Linked DNA regions of Sus scrofa: regions 2, 3 and 4 are each linked to region 1. Evidence: chromatin contacts called from public Hi-C, HiChIP or PLAC-seq and promoter capture Hi-C data. All regions are on one chromosome and are shown on one strand. Each heading gives the region's core, a stretch centred on a gene start, on an enhancer-like site or on the middle of the called end of the contact. The rest is flanking DNA. Distances are from core to core; before and after follow the strand shown.

What was found. Promoter capture Hi-C pulls out the DNA fragments that hold promoters and counts their contacts. A called contact is a pair of places that touch in the nucleus more often than the background predicts. HiChIP or PLAC-seq counts read pairs in DNA pulled down with a chosen protein or histone mark.
Region 2: a contact with region 1 is called in a promoter capture Hi-C map of liver, with 3 times the contacts expected there. The contact joins the enhancer-like site here to the promoter of AP5Z1 in region 1. A contact is called at or near these places in 2 of 5 promoter capture datasets (fetal liver and liver), 4 of 47 Hi-C or Micro-C datasets (fetal heart ventricle, liver, retroperitoneal adipose tissue and 1 more) and 2 of 2 datasets of contacts at active chromatin or transcription factors (alveolar macrophages and skeletal muscle).
Region 3: an H3K27ac HiChIP or PLAC-seq map of skeletal muscle shows a contact between it and region 1. The contact joins the enhancer-like site here to the promoter of AP5Z1 in region 1. A contact is called at or near these places in 2 of 5 promoter capture datasets (fetal skeletal muscle and liver), 13 of 47 Hi-C or Micro-C datasets (alveolar macrophages, blood, embryonic fibroblasts and 8 more) and 2 of 2 datasets of contacts at active chromatin or transcription factors (alveolar macrophages and skeletal muscle).
Region 4: a Hi-C map of skeletal muscle shows a contact between it and region 1, with 4 times the contacts expected there. The contact joins the promoter of RADIL here to the promoter of AP5Z1 in region 1. A contact is called at or near these places in 1 of 5 promoter capture datasets (fetal skeletal muscle) and 3 of 47 Hi-C or Micro-C datasets (fetal liver, heart right ventricle and skeletal muscle).

What each region holds. Positions count from the first base shown.
Region 1 is chr3:3,621,127-3,624,358 of Sscrofa11.1, reverse strand. AP5Z1 (adaptor related protein complex 5 zeta 1 subunit) reads right to left here and starts at 1,675. Exons shown (of 17, transcript NM_001244772.1): 1 at 1,525-1,675. The coding sequence starts at 1,565. It overlaps FOXK1 (forkhead box protein K1), which reads right to left. Exons shown (of 9, transcript XM_021086021.1): 9 at 3,209-3,232.
Region 2 is chr3:3,526,206-3,529,386 of Sscrofa11.1, reverse strand. No RefSeq gene overlaps it. Among named protein-coding and RNA genes, the nearest start is that of FOXK1, 28 kb to the left of the region's middle. Within about 2 kb of position 1,491, at least 70 of the 83 cell types and tissues checked have an H3K27ac peak or open chromatin away from gene starts, as enhancers often do. A contact at or near this core is called in alveolar macrophages, fetal liver, liver and 2 more, where this site is marked.
Region 3 is chr3:3,505,753-3,508,746 of Sscrofa11.1, reverse strand. No RefSeq gene overlaps it. Among named protein-coding and RNA genes, the nearest start is that of FOXK1, 49 kb to the left of the region's middle. Within about 2 kb of position 1,701, at least 21 of the 83 cell types and tissues checked have an H3K27ac peak or open chromatin away from gene starts, as enhancers often do. A contact at or near this core is called in fetal skeletal muscle, mesenteric adipose tissue, omental adipose tissue and 3 more, where this site is marked.
Region 4 is chr3:3,714,402-3,717,733 of Sscrofa11.1, reverse strand. RADIL (ras-associating and dilute domain-containing protein) reads left to right here and starts at 1,595. Exons shown (of 16, transcript XM_021086022.1): 1 at 1,595-1,706.

The DNA.
Region 1 (3,232 bases), core at 426-2,925:
ACAGCTATCATCAGAGAACCGGAAACCAAAACCGCAATGAAATAATACCTCACACCTGTCAGAATGGCTGTCAACAAAAAGACCACAAGAGCAAAAGTCGAGGAGAAAAGAGAACCCTAGTACACTGTTGGTGGGCATGTAAATTGGTGCAGCCACTACGGAAAACAGTTCCAAAAAAAACTAAACATGGGGAATTCCTGCTGTGGCACAACCGAGCACTGGGATGAAGGTTCAATCCCTGACCCAGCACAGTGGCTTAAGGCTCTAGCGTTGCCGCAGCTGCAATCTGATCCCAGGCCCAGGAACTCCATACGCCCCAAGGCAGCCAAAAAAGAAAAAAAATAAATAAAAATAGAACTACTTTTAATGATCCAGCAATTCCATTCCTGGGTATACATCCGAAGAAAATGAAAAGACTAGTCTGAGAAAGTACATGCACCTCAAGTGTTCACAGCAACACTACTGACAATTGCCAAGATACGGAAGCAACCTAAGTATCCATCTAAGGCGTATAAATCAGGAAGATGTGGCATCTAGTCACAGTGGAACACCACTCAGCCGTAAAAAGAATGCAATTCTGCAACTGGTAACAGCATGGATAAACCAGGGATGCTTAGTGAAAGGTCAGTCAGAGAAAGATAAATAAGGCATGTTATCATTTCCATGTGGAATCTAAAAAATGAATGAATACAACGAAACAGATTTACAGAAACAAATAATAGTGGTGGTTACTGATGGAGAGAGGGACACGGTCAGGATAGGGAATTAGACATACAATCTGCTCTTTCATAAAAAGATACATTGCACATCACAGGAAAGACAGCCAATATTTCACAATAACTTCAAACAGCATATAATCCACAAAAATACTGAATCATTACGTTGCACACCTGACACTCATCTGTAAATAAACTATACTCCAATTTAAAGATACCTAGTTTAACACAGCTCCTAAATTCAAGTGAACTTCGACTGTACTACTGGGACCTGAATACTGGAATATCTGTACAACGCGGAAGGAAACAGAGACTATTCAGGACTTAGAGAGGGTGCTACAAATCCTCAAAACACTCCTCTAACAGAATTTCACCTGGTCACTTTGACCTTGTGTATTTCTGCCCTCTTCGCCGCCTTTAGAACCTAGTATGCATTCAAGATCTTGCTTGACTAAGACCACAGAGCTGCAAGGATCTTAATCTTCCCAAATCCACTTTGGGGGGTTCTTCTCAGGTTTACCAGGAGCCCGTGGTTCTGACTGCATTTTCCTCTCTCGAACAAGGAGCACCAAGACTGCCCGATGGACTGCGGGGTTTCAGTCCGAGCTGCATCTGCTTTCCCTCAAGACTGCTTAGCCGGTGAGGAAGGGGCTTACGGAAGCCACCTCCTCCGGGGCCCGGCTCGGCCTTCCCGGGACCTCCTCGGCCCCCGCGCCCGGCCTGCGTGGCCTCCCCGCCCCCCGAGCCTCCCGAGCGGGACGGGCTCCGAACCCCCGCCAGGCGCCCCAAAGGAAAGGCGCACCCCTACCTGGCCTGACGGAGCAGACTCTCGGCCCCCGCCGTGAACATGCCGCCGCCGCCGCCTCCACGAAACGCAGCCCGACAGTGGCGGTCGCCGGCCACTCCCGGAGCACAGCCCTCCGCAGCGCCGGCTTCCCGGTCGCGTCACGTGACGCATCACGTGGGCAGGGCGCGCAGGCCGCCGACCAATGGGCTTTGACGGAGCGCTCAACGCGGGGCGGGGCCTTCGGCGCTCGGGCCGCGGGTCCTGATTGGCTCCTGGTCGCGTTTGCGCGCTTTGGGCAGCGGGACCTGGGCTCCTCGGGACCTCTAGACCCCCGAACTTCCGAGCCCGGAGCTACGGCAACCAGGACCCCTGGGCGGCGCGGGCTCAGGGCGTCCGGCGCCGTTAGGAGCCGCCTGTCACCGGCCTCAGCAACTTCGCTTTTTCAGTAACACAGTCCGCTCTGTCCCCTGCAGCCTCAGTGTTCGGGGCGGCCTGAAACTTAGACCAAGGGCGGTTGTGGGCTGGATCCCTGTCCAGCGGTTTGCAAGGAACAACTGCGGCCCTCAGTTTTCTTTTTTGTCTGTTTTTAAGGTCTGCACCCGTGGAGTATGGAAGTTCCCAAGCTAGGGGTCCAATCGGAGCTGCAGTCGCCAGCCTACACCACAGCCACAGCAACGCTGGATCCGAGTCACCTCTGCGACCTACACCAGAGCTCACGCCAACTGCTAGATCCTTAACCCACCGAGCGGGGCCAGGGATGGAACCTGCGTCCTCACGGATACTAGTCGGATTCGTTTCCACTGTGCCAAAATGGGAACTCCCTCCCAGAGGTTTTTTTAATTTAATTTTTTAGAGGTCCCATTTTATTTAGCACCTATCATAGGCTGTACCTGCTGCTTTAAAAAAAATCTTACTCAGTTCTCACCCTAAATCACAGGCTATGGATACTTATTTTACAGCCGAGGCAACAGGCTCAGAGCGGGAAAGTCAAATTCTAGTAATTCTGAAAGGTGTGTTGGCCACAGTATCCCCACCCTGCACACTGCGTGGGGACACAGGGCGATACTCTGGGCAGTGACAGCCCAGCGTGACAAATGCTGTTACAGCTTGACAAACGATGGCTCCGTGGCAGACGCGTTTCTATCCAGACCCGAGACAGCAGCCCCTTCAGGTGATGTGATGGTAAATCCCAAGACTCCGCAGGGAGAAGAGGTGGCCCGTCCCCCGCAGCTGCTGTGTCCTTGTCCCCATGCTCTCAGAACACTTGGGGGCACGATTCTGCACATGAAGAAATGGAGCTTCTCCAGGGTTCAAGTCCCACAGCTGGACTCTGAGCCAAGTCTGACTGCCAAGTCCCTGCCCCGGCCCCTCTCATGCAGGACCCAAGGACAACAGCACACAGCGCCTGTGGGGGCCCCCAGGTGGGGGGGGGCACTGGTCCCCACACATCTGGGCAGGTGTAAGCCATCTTCCTCAGGGAACTTAGGGGATGGTGAGCCCCGGAAACCAGAAGCACACTGCATGGACCGTGTCCTGGATGGTCAGCTGCTTCCCAGGGGTGGGCTGTGGAGGACAAATGAGAAGGCGCAGCCCTCCCACCCCACCCCATGACGGTTTGTGTGGGGACTGCGTGTCCAGGCTGGCCGCCCACCTGTCCGTCCATCTGTCCCTCAGCAGCCACTCACAAGACCACACTGGGGCCCAGTGTCATTTAATATATAATTTTATT
Region 2 (3,181 bases), core at 242-2,741, 95 kb after region 1:
ATTGTGAGCCACTATAGTGTGACTGGCACAAAATACACGCCCAGTCCTGGAAAATGACCCAGCACAGCAAAGAAGTGGGTCACATCACACATGAATAAAGATCTAAAATCTTGTTGGTTTGTCTCACTCATGTAATATCAACCAATGCTACTAACACATATTACACTTGATGACAATACATTTATGGAAAAATAGTGGCATGGAGGCAACTCACTTGATAATGATTTAAATTTTTTTTTCTGCACAGACTGGGATCAAACCCACACCCCAGGGCTCCCAGATTGCTGTAGTGGGAGCTCCTCATAACTGAATTTTAACCAGAGGTTGGCTCTGGATACAAGAGTTCAGCAAAAATATGCAAGTGCATTCTTAATATCTGAGGACATCTGAGCATCCGTTGGCTCCAGGCAATTTATGTAAGAAAGAGTACATTGTATATTTTACATTTTTGGGGGTAGGCAGTGTGCTGCACAAGTTTCACAGTAATAAAATTTGTGCTTAACAGGACATGTACGTTCTCCTCGCCGCCAGTTGTTAAACATGTATCTGACCTTTAGGCAAGGACTTGCTGATTTCCTTTATAACTTAACCACTTTTAGCTTTCCTCTTACCTAGGTGTGACCCATTTCCCTTAGTGTCTGGGGCAGCATCTGGCACACATTAGATATTTTGAAAATACCCAAGTGAGAAAACCTCTAAGAAACATCAATTGTACAGAGCAACCACAAGTGGTAATGCAACTGAGTCTTCAGGGTCAAAAGGCAAACAAAGGAGGTTTGTTTGCTTTTTCACGTCCGTAAGCCCCCTCAATCCTGTTTATACTTAACGGTATAAATTCAAAGGACAAAAAAAAAGGGGGGCGGGGGGGGGGGGACAACAATACTAATCGCTTCCATAGACTGAGCGCTTAGCACGGGGCCAGTAGTGTTTTTCATGTGGAATCCCAAAAAGAATACCCACAGCGTAGGCGATATAGTACAAAACCGGAAACAACACACTTCCTGGATACTTTAATAACTCACTAATGCACCTTCCGTTCACTGATTTTCTAAATACGCACTGCGCATTTTACCGCGCGCCCGCAGGAGGCCGCGCCAGCCCTTCGGGGGGACCTAACCCCGGGCTGGGAGGGGGCAGCCGGCCCGCAGCCCGGGCAGAGGCCCTCCACGGGCATAGGCCCTCCACGGGCATCACCGCCCGGCCCCGCACTGCACGACCGGCTTCCGGACCCACGGGCGCGGGGCGGGGTCCCAGGGCCCCCGCCGGCCGCTCAGTGCGCCCCCGCCGGGTCGCCCCACCCTCCGGGGAAGCCCGGGGCGAGCCGACCAGGCTCAGCCGTCACGAGGACGCCCCCGACCCACGCCCGGCTGCGGCGCAGACCGGAAGGCGAGTGGTGACGCGTCGTGCGCAGGCGCCACTGCAGCGCGGCGCCGCCGGCCGCCGCTGGGGGGCGGTGAGGCGCGCCGGCGCCGTGGGGGAGGGGAGGCCGCCGCGCGGGGACCGGACCACGTGCGCACCACGTGGCGCCCCCGGCAGCCCCGGGCCGCGGTAGGGCTGCCGGACCGACCACGCCGCGCAGCCGGCAGCCCGCGAAGGCGAAGGGATGGGTCGCCCCGCCGATGCCCCCGTTGACCTCTGACCCTTAACCCCACACCTTTAGGGTTACCCTTGGTCGGTGGCCGGGCGGTGTGTTTATAAACATAACTCCCGGCGGGGCCGAAACCCCGGATCGCGGATTCACACCCCGGGGAGCGGAGCCTTCCGCGCCCTGCGTCTTATGCGCATGCGCCCTCCGGCTCCTCCCGCGCTTGCGCACCGGCGGGCGGGGGCGGGCCGTGGCGCCCGGCGGGCGGGGCTGTTCGACCGGGAAGGGGGCGGGCGGCGGCCCCGCCCGGGCTTTCCCCCGCCCTTCCCGGCTGTGTGACCTGGGCGGGCCTCCTGGCCGCTCTGAGCCGGGTCTCCGCCTGCACGGTGGGGCGCAGAGGGGTGGCTGCCCTTGCCTGGCTGTGTCGTGTCTCTGGCCGTGTGGCCGCCCCACGCCCACCCCGTGTGTCCATCTGACTCGAGAGAGAGCCTTTCAGCGCTGCCAGGGACCCGTGCTGGGGAATGTGTAAATGCAGTATTTACACACTGTGGAATGCCAGTCAGCTTTAAAAAGCAGTGGAGGAAATTTTGTGACATGTGTGTTTTAATCGCAATGAAGTATGTGACGGAAGACACAGTTCAAGTGAAATAATCCAGACACAGAATGACACGGTGAATCATCGCAGTCACTGGAGGTCCCTAGACCAGGCAGCTTCACAGAGACGCAGTGGAAAGGTGGTCGTCCGGGGCGGGGATGGGAGTGTCGATGGGGACAGCGTCTCAGGCTGGGAAGATGAAAAAGTTCTGGAGATGGACGGAGGTGGTGGCTGCACAGCAGTGGGAATGTACCTAATGCTGCTGAATTGTCCTTAAAAATGGTTAAAGTAGTAAACTGTGTTTGTATTTTACCACAATCCACCCCTTCTGCCCATCAGATCATGTTGTGCCTGAAAATATCCTTCCCATTAAAAAAAACAAATGGGGGGGCACCCAGGTGCATGTGGAAATTTCCAGGCCAGGGATCGAACCCGCACCTCGGCAGGGACCTGAGCCACAGGTCCTTAACCTACTGAGTCACCAGGGAACTCCTATCCTTCCCATGTTTTAAGAGGCCCGGACCCCTCTCACCCTGCCTGTGTCACCTGGAATCCCTCCAGCCCCGAGCAGGTGCTTTTCTTACCTGGAACACACCTTGCTCATCGCTTTGCCTTGCTGTTCTCTCTGACTGAAAATCCTGTCCCTCTCACCTTCTCACGGCCGTTTCCTTCTTGTATGTTCATTCATCTAATCAACAGGTACCTGTGCTGACCTGATGCTGGGCTGCATGCAGGGAGTAGGGGATACAGAGGTGATCAAAGCAGGGAAGGGTTTTCCTCGCACAGACTTGGTGTCCTGGCAGAGGCTCTAGTCAATACACACCAGCAGAAAAGTATTGCATCATGGTTAAGCGCTGTAAGAAACCTGTGTGATAGTGGCTGGGATTGAGATCTAATTGAGATCAGATGACCCGGGGAGGGACTCGGAGGGCCGGCTGTCTGAACCCAGACCTTGCAAGATAAGGACTTGGCCATGGAAGGTGGGGGAGATTTCCAGGGAG
Region 3 (2,994 bases), core at 452-2,951, 120 kb after region 1:
GGAACCCGGAACTTCATGCTTCCTAGTCGGATTCGTTTCCACTGCATCACGATGGGAACTCCTGTTTATCCATTTTTCAGTGGACAGACCTTTGGGTTGTTTCTGCCCTTTGGCTGTTGTGAATAGCGCTGCTCTGAACGAGTGTTTTGCTGCATGCAAGTTTTTGCTGGAACTCCTGTTTTCAGTTCGTTTGGGTGCATGTGTACGAGCAGAAGTGCCGGTCCTGTGGTCATTCTATGTAAAGACATCCGCCACCCACAAGAGGGTCCCCACCAGGACTCAGCCCCGCTGGCCCCTGACCTGGGACTTCCTGCCTCCAGAGCTGGGAGAAAAACCCTGCGGTCTATAAGCCACTGGGGCCACAGGGCTTTTTGTTAGAGCTGCTGAATGGACCAAGACCGTTAGTGCCTCCTGTTTGTGAACTTGGCCTTGACCTGGCTGGACGGCTACAGTGTGCACACGCCCCCTTCCATCATCGGGGCGTGTGTAACGGTCGCACGTGCTTGTTTATTCTCATTGCTGTTTCGGGTTCCGTCATCAGAACCCACGTGCCACACGCTACGCACCCACCCACTGATGATGGGCGCCTGGGTTGTTTCGAGCCTTGACCTGTTGTCACTGAGGCGGTGGTGACCTCCTGGAATGTGTCTTTAGGTGGAGCCCTGCCCTGCCTCCTCTCGGGACGGAGTGAGCTGGCTGGGCCAGGGGAATACAGATAAAGCCCCGGTAGGGGCTGCCGAACGGATTTCCCAACAACTGTGTCACGTCGTGCAGCCACGTAACGGGAGAGAGTTTCCTTCTGCCCAACCTGGTGTCACACAGTCATTTTTCTTGGCACTTGGTGAAGCATCTTTCCATATGCTTATTTCCCATTTTAACATCTCTGAGTAACACTACAGTCTGGAGGGGCTGGTGTTCCTGCGTCCACTGGACAGAGGGGGACATTTGCTTTTTTTTTTTTTTTTTAAGGGCTGCACCCGTGGCATATGGAGATTCCCAGGTAGGGGTTGAAATGGAGCCTAGCTGCCGGCCTACACCACAGCTACAACAACACAGGATCTGAGCCGGGTCTGCGACCTACACCACAGCTCACAGTAATGCCAGATCCTTAACCCACTGAGCAAGGCCGGGGATCGAACCCATAACCTCATGGTTCCTCGTTGGATTCATCTCCACTGCGCCACGACGAGAACTCCTAGAGGGGGACATGTGAAGGGCAGAGGCCAGTGGCCTGGCCGACGGCGAGGGGCCCGGGAGCACTGGATCCCGGGTCTGCGCAGAAAGCAGTGACTGCTTACCCCGGGTTCTGCAGAGCAGCCGCGACTCCTGGAGAGGAGGCGTTCTCTTCCCCCCCAAACAGGAAGAAGACCTCAGAGGAGCACCTGACAAACTCAAGTTGGGCAACGTAGGGGTTAAGACGGCTGTTTTGGGCACAGGCTTGGCCGGCGGCGCCCGCCCTACCGCTGTTAGCCGTTGCTGTTATTTTTATGGGAAAGTGCGTCTGAGAGCCACCAGGGACTGGGAATGCGGCCTGGGGCCGGGCCTGGGGGGGCGGGGGCATGTCTGTACCCAAAGGAAACAGGACAACTTGAGTAATAGCAAATCCTGGAAATGATGACAGCCGCTTGCAAGCTTGCTGCAAGCGCCCTGTTCCGTTCGCAGAAACCGGATCCACAGGCATGTGTGTGGGAGGCGGGAGGCCCAGCCGCGCTGGGTCTCAGGTTTCTGGATCTCCGAGCTGCTGGAACCCATCTTCTTCTCCGTCTTAGGTCTGGGTCTCCAGAAGCAAAGCCTGAGAGGAGGGTGTGGGTGCGGGTTGTCGATGAGGGGGGTGGCCCCAGGGCCATCTGTGCGGGGCAGACCCAGAAGCCAAGGGGGGCAGGACCCAGGCGGCACTGGCAATCCCAAAGCATGCTTGGCCTCTTGTTTTCCAGCAGACAGACGCCCAAACATACAAACGGTCAGCACATGGTTGAGCAATTCCTCACCACCCTGGAGCCTGAGGACACGGGTTTCTGATCCCAGCGAGCCGGGCAGCCTCCCACCCCCCCAGCTCTGACACAGAGGCACCCAGGAAAAGCGAGAAGGTCAATGCCGAGACCTCATGTCCTCACGTCTCAGTAAGAGGAGGCTCGCCCAGCTCCCCCAGGTTCCCACAATGCTCTGCACCAGGAGGTAGAAGCCCCATGGCCTGCTCTGCTTTGAATGAACCCACGGGTGTGAGAGTAGGGAGCCCGGCCTCCTTTGCCTGCGTCTGGACACACCCAGGGGTGCGACCTGCATCCCAGAGGCCCGTCCTCCCTTGGCTTCTTGGGTCTCCCTGGCAAATGTCTCTGGGACCCCAACCCACAGCGGTGACTGGCACAGAAACCCTCACCTCAGGGAAGCAAGGATTCCTGCCTCCAGCAGGTGCACAGACACGGCCCATCCCCGGGAGCTGGTTTCCTGGGTAAAGCCATGACACGTGTGATTCTGGACGATTCTGGAATGACTGCTGCAGCTGAGGTTTTCTCTCCCTCTCCCCCTCTGAAGCCTCTCCTCACCCAACACGCACACGGGGTCCTCGGCTGTGACATGTGCGTGTTGGGCTCACGTGTGCACGGAATGGGGCACGAAGCACACGTGTGTGAGTCTGCTGGTTTCCCAAAGGGACCCCATCCATGTCACCACCACCAGGTCAAGCAGCGAACCTCACCAGCGTCTGGGAGAGAAGCCGTGTGCCCTTCCCGTCACCACCCAGGCACCCCTAAGTGCCACCCCGACTTCTGACACCAGAGCTCAGCTCTGCCTGCCGTTTGCCTTTTAAACAAACGGAATCACACGGAACGCTCTCTTGTGCGGCCGCTTGCCTGTACGGGTGACCTGACTCTGTCTGATGAGCTCTCGCCGTGGTCCGGCTCGCCTGCATCCCTGTCTCGTATTCACCACGAGAATATGCAGTTTATTCGCCCCTCCATCACTCACGGGCATGGCACCTCTTCCTAGTTTGGGCTC
Region 4 (3,332 bases), core at 346-2,845, 93 kb before region 1:
GGTTCTGTAACTGGCCAGAGAGTAAATAGTTTAGGCTTTGGGGCTGTAAAGTCTGTTGCATGAAAGCAGTTTTAGACAATATGTAACCAAATGGGTGGGGTTGTGTTCCAAGAAAACTTTATTTACGAAAACAACAGCTCCACTTTGGCCCCCAGGTGGTAGTTGGCCAACCCCTGCTGAAGGATTTGGGACAGGATCGTGGGAGGAAAACAGGTTGAAATCCAGGCTCTCCTTCCAGCTCCATCTTTGCCTCTTGGGGGGGGGGATGAGGAGTGGGGGGGTGTGGAGAGTCTTGAAAAGGATACCATTTAATCACAGAGTCCCAGGCTCAATTCTTGGCCCTACCTCTAGCAGTTTGACCTCTCTCAGGCTCTGTTTTCCCCTCTGAAAAATGGGTGTAATGACATCTGCCTCACAGGAGCTGATGTGAGCTTTATTTTATTTATTTATTTTTGCTTTTTAGGGCCACACCTGCCGCATATGGAGGTCCCCAGGCTACAGCTGCCAGCCTACGCCACAAGGGGAACTCCCTGACGTGAGCTTTAGATGAGAGGGTCTGATATATTTTATGTGGTCTACAAATGTCTGTTCCCTCCTCCCCACTTTCTCCACTGCACATTCGGGGTCAGCGCCATAAAACTTGGTACCCCAATAGCTGTCAACAAGCAGGTGCATTCCCGAGGTCCGAATTCATATCCGAGGCCACGTGAATCCCCCAGGTCTAGCGCATGAGCAGCGCGGTACAAAGGGAGCTGTGAACAGCCCTTCTCCAAGATGAAACCCCAGCCGGAGGACTGGGGCCAAAGCGAGCTCGAAGGACACGTGCTTCTTTTCAAACAAGTTACCCGAGAAGGGCGGTTGGGCCAGAGCCCTGGAGCTGGCCTGGCCCCGTTTTGCATCCTTTTAAGCACAAGAGTGCCACGATCTGATTTGTCATTTAAGACGCTGGTGGGTGGGGGACAGAATGTAGGGAAACGGAACCTGCCACCCTTGTCCTCTTTCCATGTTTCGAACGTTCATATATCGGAGTCACAGCTCTGTACCGCCCCCTAACGATGAGCGCTTGCCTTACCCAGCTTCCTCTTTTTCCTGGCCTTCAAAGCCAAGGGAATAGGAGGTGGGATAGAAACTGCTTGCCCGAGGCCAGCACTTGGCCCAGGAGCTTGGGGAGCCCCGCCCCTCCTGCACAGGCCCCTCCCTTCCTTGCCTTGGAGGGCAAGTCCACACCCATTAATTGCTTGGCAGGTGGTGCCGTGCTCAGCCCCATCCCCTGGCTCCGCCCCTCCCCTAGGCCACGCCCCTTCCAGGCTCCCTTTCGGTCCATTGGATGGCGGCCGGATCACCCTGGGCCCAGACTGTCTCTTCTCGTCCCGCCTTGTTGCTCAGATGCTCCATTCCCTCGAGGGCTCATCCGAGGTGTCATCTCATTGGGCCTGCAGCACGTCCCTCGGAGGCCCCGCCCTCCAAAGGCCCCGCCCTACCTGTTGGGGGGCGCAGGAGGAGCCCGCGCGCCTCTCGCCGCGGGCCACGCCCTCCCACTGGCCCCGCCCACAGGGGCCCGCCCCAAGAGGGCCCGCCCCGGCCGTTGATCTGCCGGCAGGAGGCGCGCCACGCGCGAGTCCCGAGCCCTGGCTCCGGCTAACGGCGGGTGTGGGAGCCGTGCCGGAACGCGGCGGCGGCGGCGGCGGCGGCGGGCTGTGCTGGAGGTGAGTGCGGGGTGCGCGAGGAGCGGCGGCGGCGGGGGTCGCTCCGTGGCGGCCGGGGTCCCGGGGCGCGGAGGCTGGCCGGGCCGGGAGGCCGCGGGGCGCGCGCTGGGGCAGCTAGCCCCGCACGGGGCATCTTTCTTGCCACCCAGCCCAGGCTTGTTCGGTTGTCATGGAAACAGGCGGCTCTCGGGGCCCGGGCGAGGCCTCGGGGGGCGGAACCCGCAGACCGGCTACATGGGGGTTCCAGGGGGTCAGCTCCGGCCACTACCCGCTTTGGCCCCCGGAGCCTGGGCCCCCCAACGGCGGGGTTCCCCCAGGCCTCAGTTTCTCTGGCGGCCCCCACGGAGGGGGGTCTGCAAGGCGGGCACAGGGCGCAGGAGTCCGTACCCTCTTTCCGGGGTCCGCGTGACATCCCCCCCGCCCACGGCCTGTCTTGGTTTCCCTATTCACACGGCAGCGCTGTTCCCCACTCGCGTGCCAGCTGAAAGCATTGTCTCCCAGCTATTTCTGTACCATTTCCAGCCCCTTGACAAACAGTGCATCCTGGGGGGCCCACGCAGAAAACTCCCTTATTTCCCATTAGAGAGTGGGTACGTGGGACCCAGGCTGCTCTCACACCCAGCCCTGGCAACTCCCAGCACCTGGTCAAGTGTTTGGTTAATCTGAATTGCTGAAAAGAATTTCCCAAGTCCTCCGCCCGCTGGTGATTACAGGTGCCTCTGGTTAGTTACAGGTGTCTCCCATTGGCACAGGCCGCCTGGTCCGCATTCCAGAGAGGAGCCAGTCCTTAATCCCACTGGCAGAAAAAGCCCCCTGTCAAGAGGCTAGCATGGCAGAATTAAGTCTGATTAAATAATATCTGTGTTTAAAAGCACGGCTCTGGCTGGCGCTGTCGAGTGCGCGTTTTGGCCGGTGGGGGTAAGGCCCAGCCTGCGTGACTCTACTCTCGTCCCCTCCTGCCCTGGTGGAAATTCTAATGGATCCCACGTTGCAGTGTTGGAACGGCCGTGTCCCTCCACCCATTAGCTCAGCCCCACACTGACCTCACTCTCTGCCCTGGCTGCTGTGACTCGAGCTTGTTTTCATCAGAAATTGGACTCTTCCTTGCAAACAAGAGGAAAACATTCTCCAGGGGAAGCAGCAGCTTGCAGCCCACCGCCTCCAGCCCGTGTTTCCCCGGTATTTGTGCGAAAGAGGAGAGAACTGAGCAGAAGAGGAAAAGGCAGGTCATGTGTCCAGAAAAACAGATCTGGTTTCGCAGAGCCGGCCCCGCTCAGCAGGCTCCTCTCGCCCTCTGCAAGGACGCATCTGTCCCATTTGGACAAACAGGCTGTACTCTGCTTTCTGTGACGGTGGCGGAAGGGCCTGCCCGAGCCGCTGGCCACTGTCCGTGGTTGCTCTCTGAAAATGGCCACAGAATGACCAGGAGGGGAAGAGAGCTTCCTGATAAAATCGATCCGACAGATCAGGGTCCGTGTTTCCTGGGCCTTGTTGGGGCTTAAGGAGCAGTTACTGGAAGGGAATGAGTCGGTCTCTCCTACAGGCTCTGGCCCCTTTTCCCGACATTGCCCTGGGATCCAGCACAGGAGGCTGCAGGAGAGGAGGGAGGCGACTCCCTTCCACGGC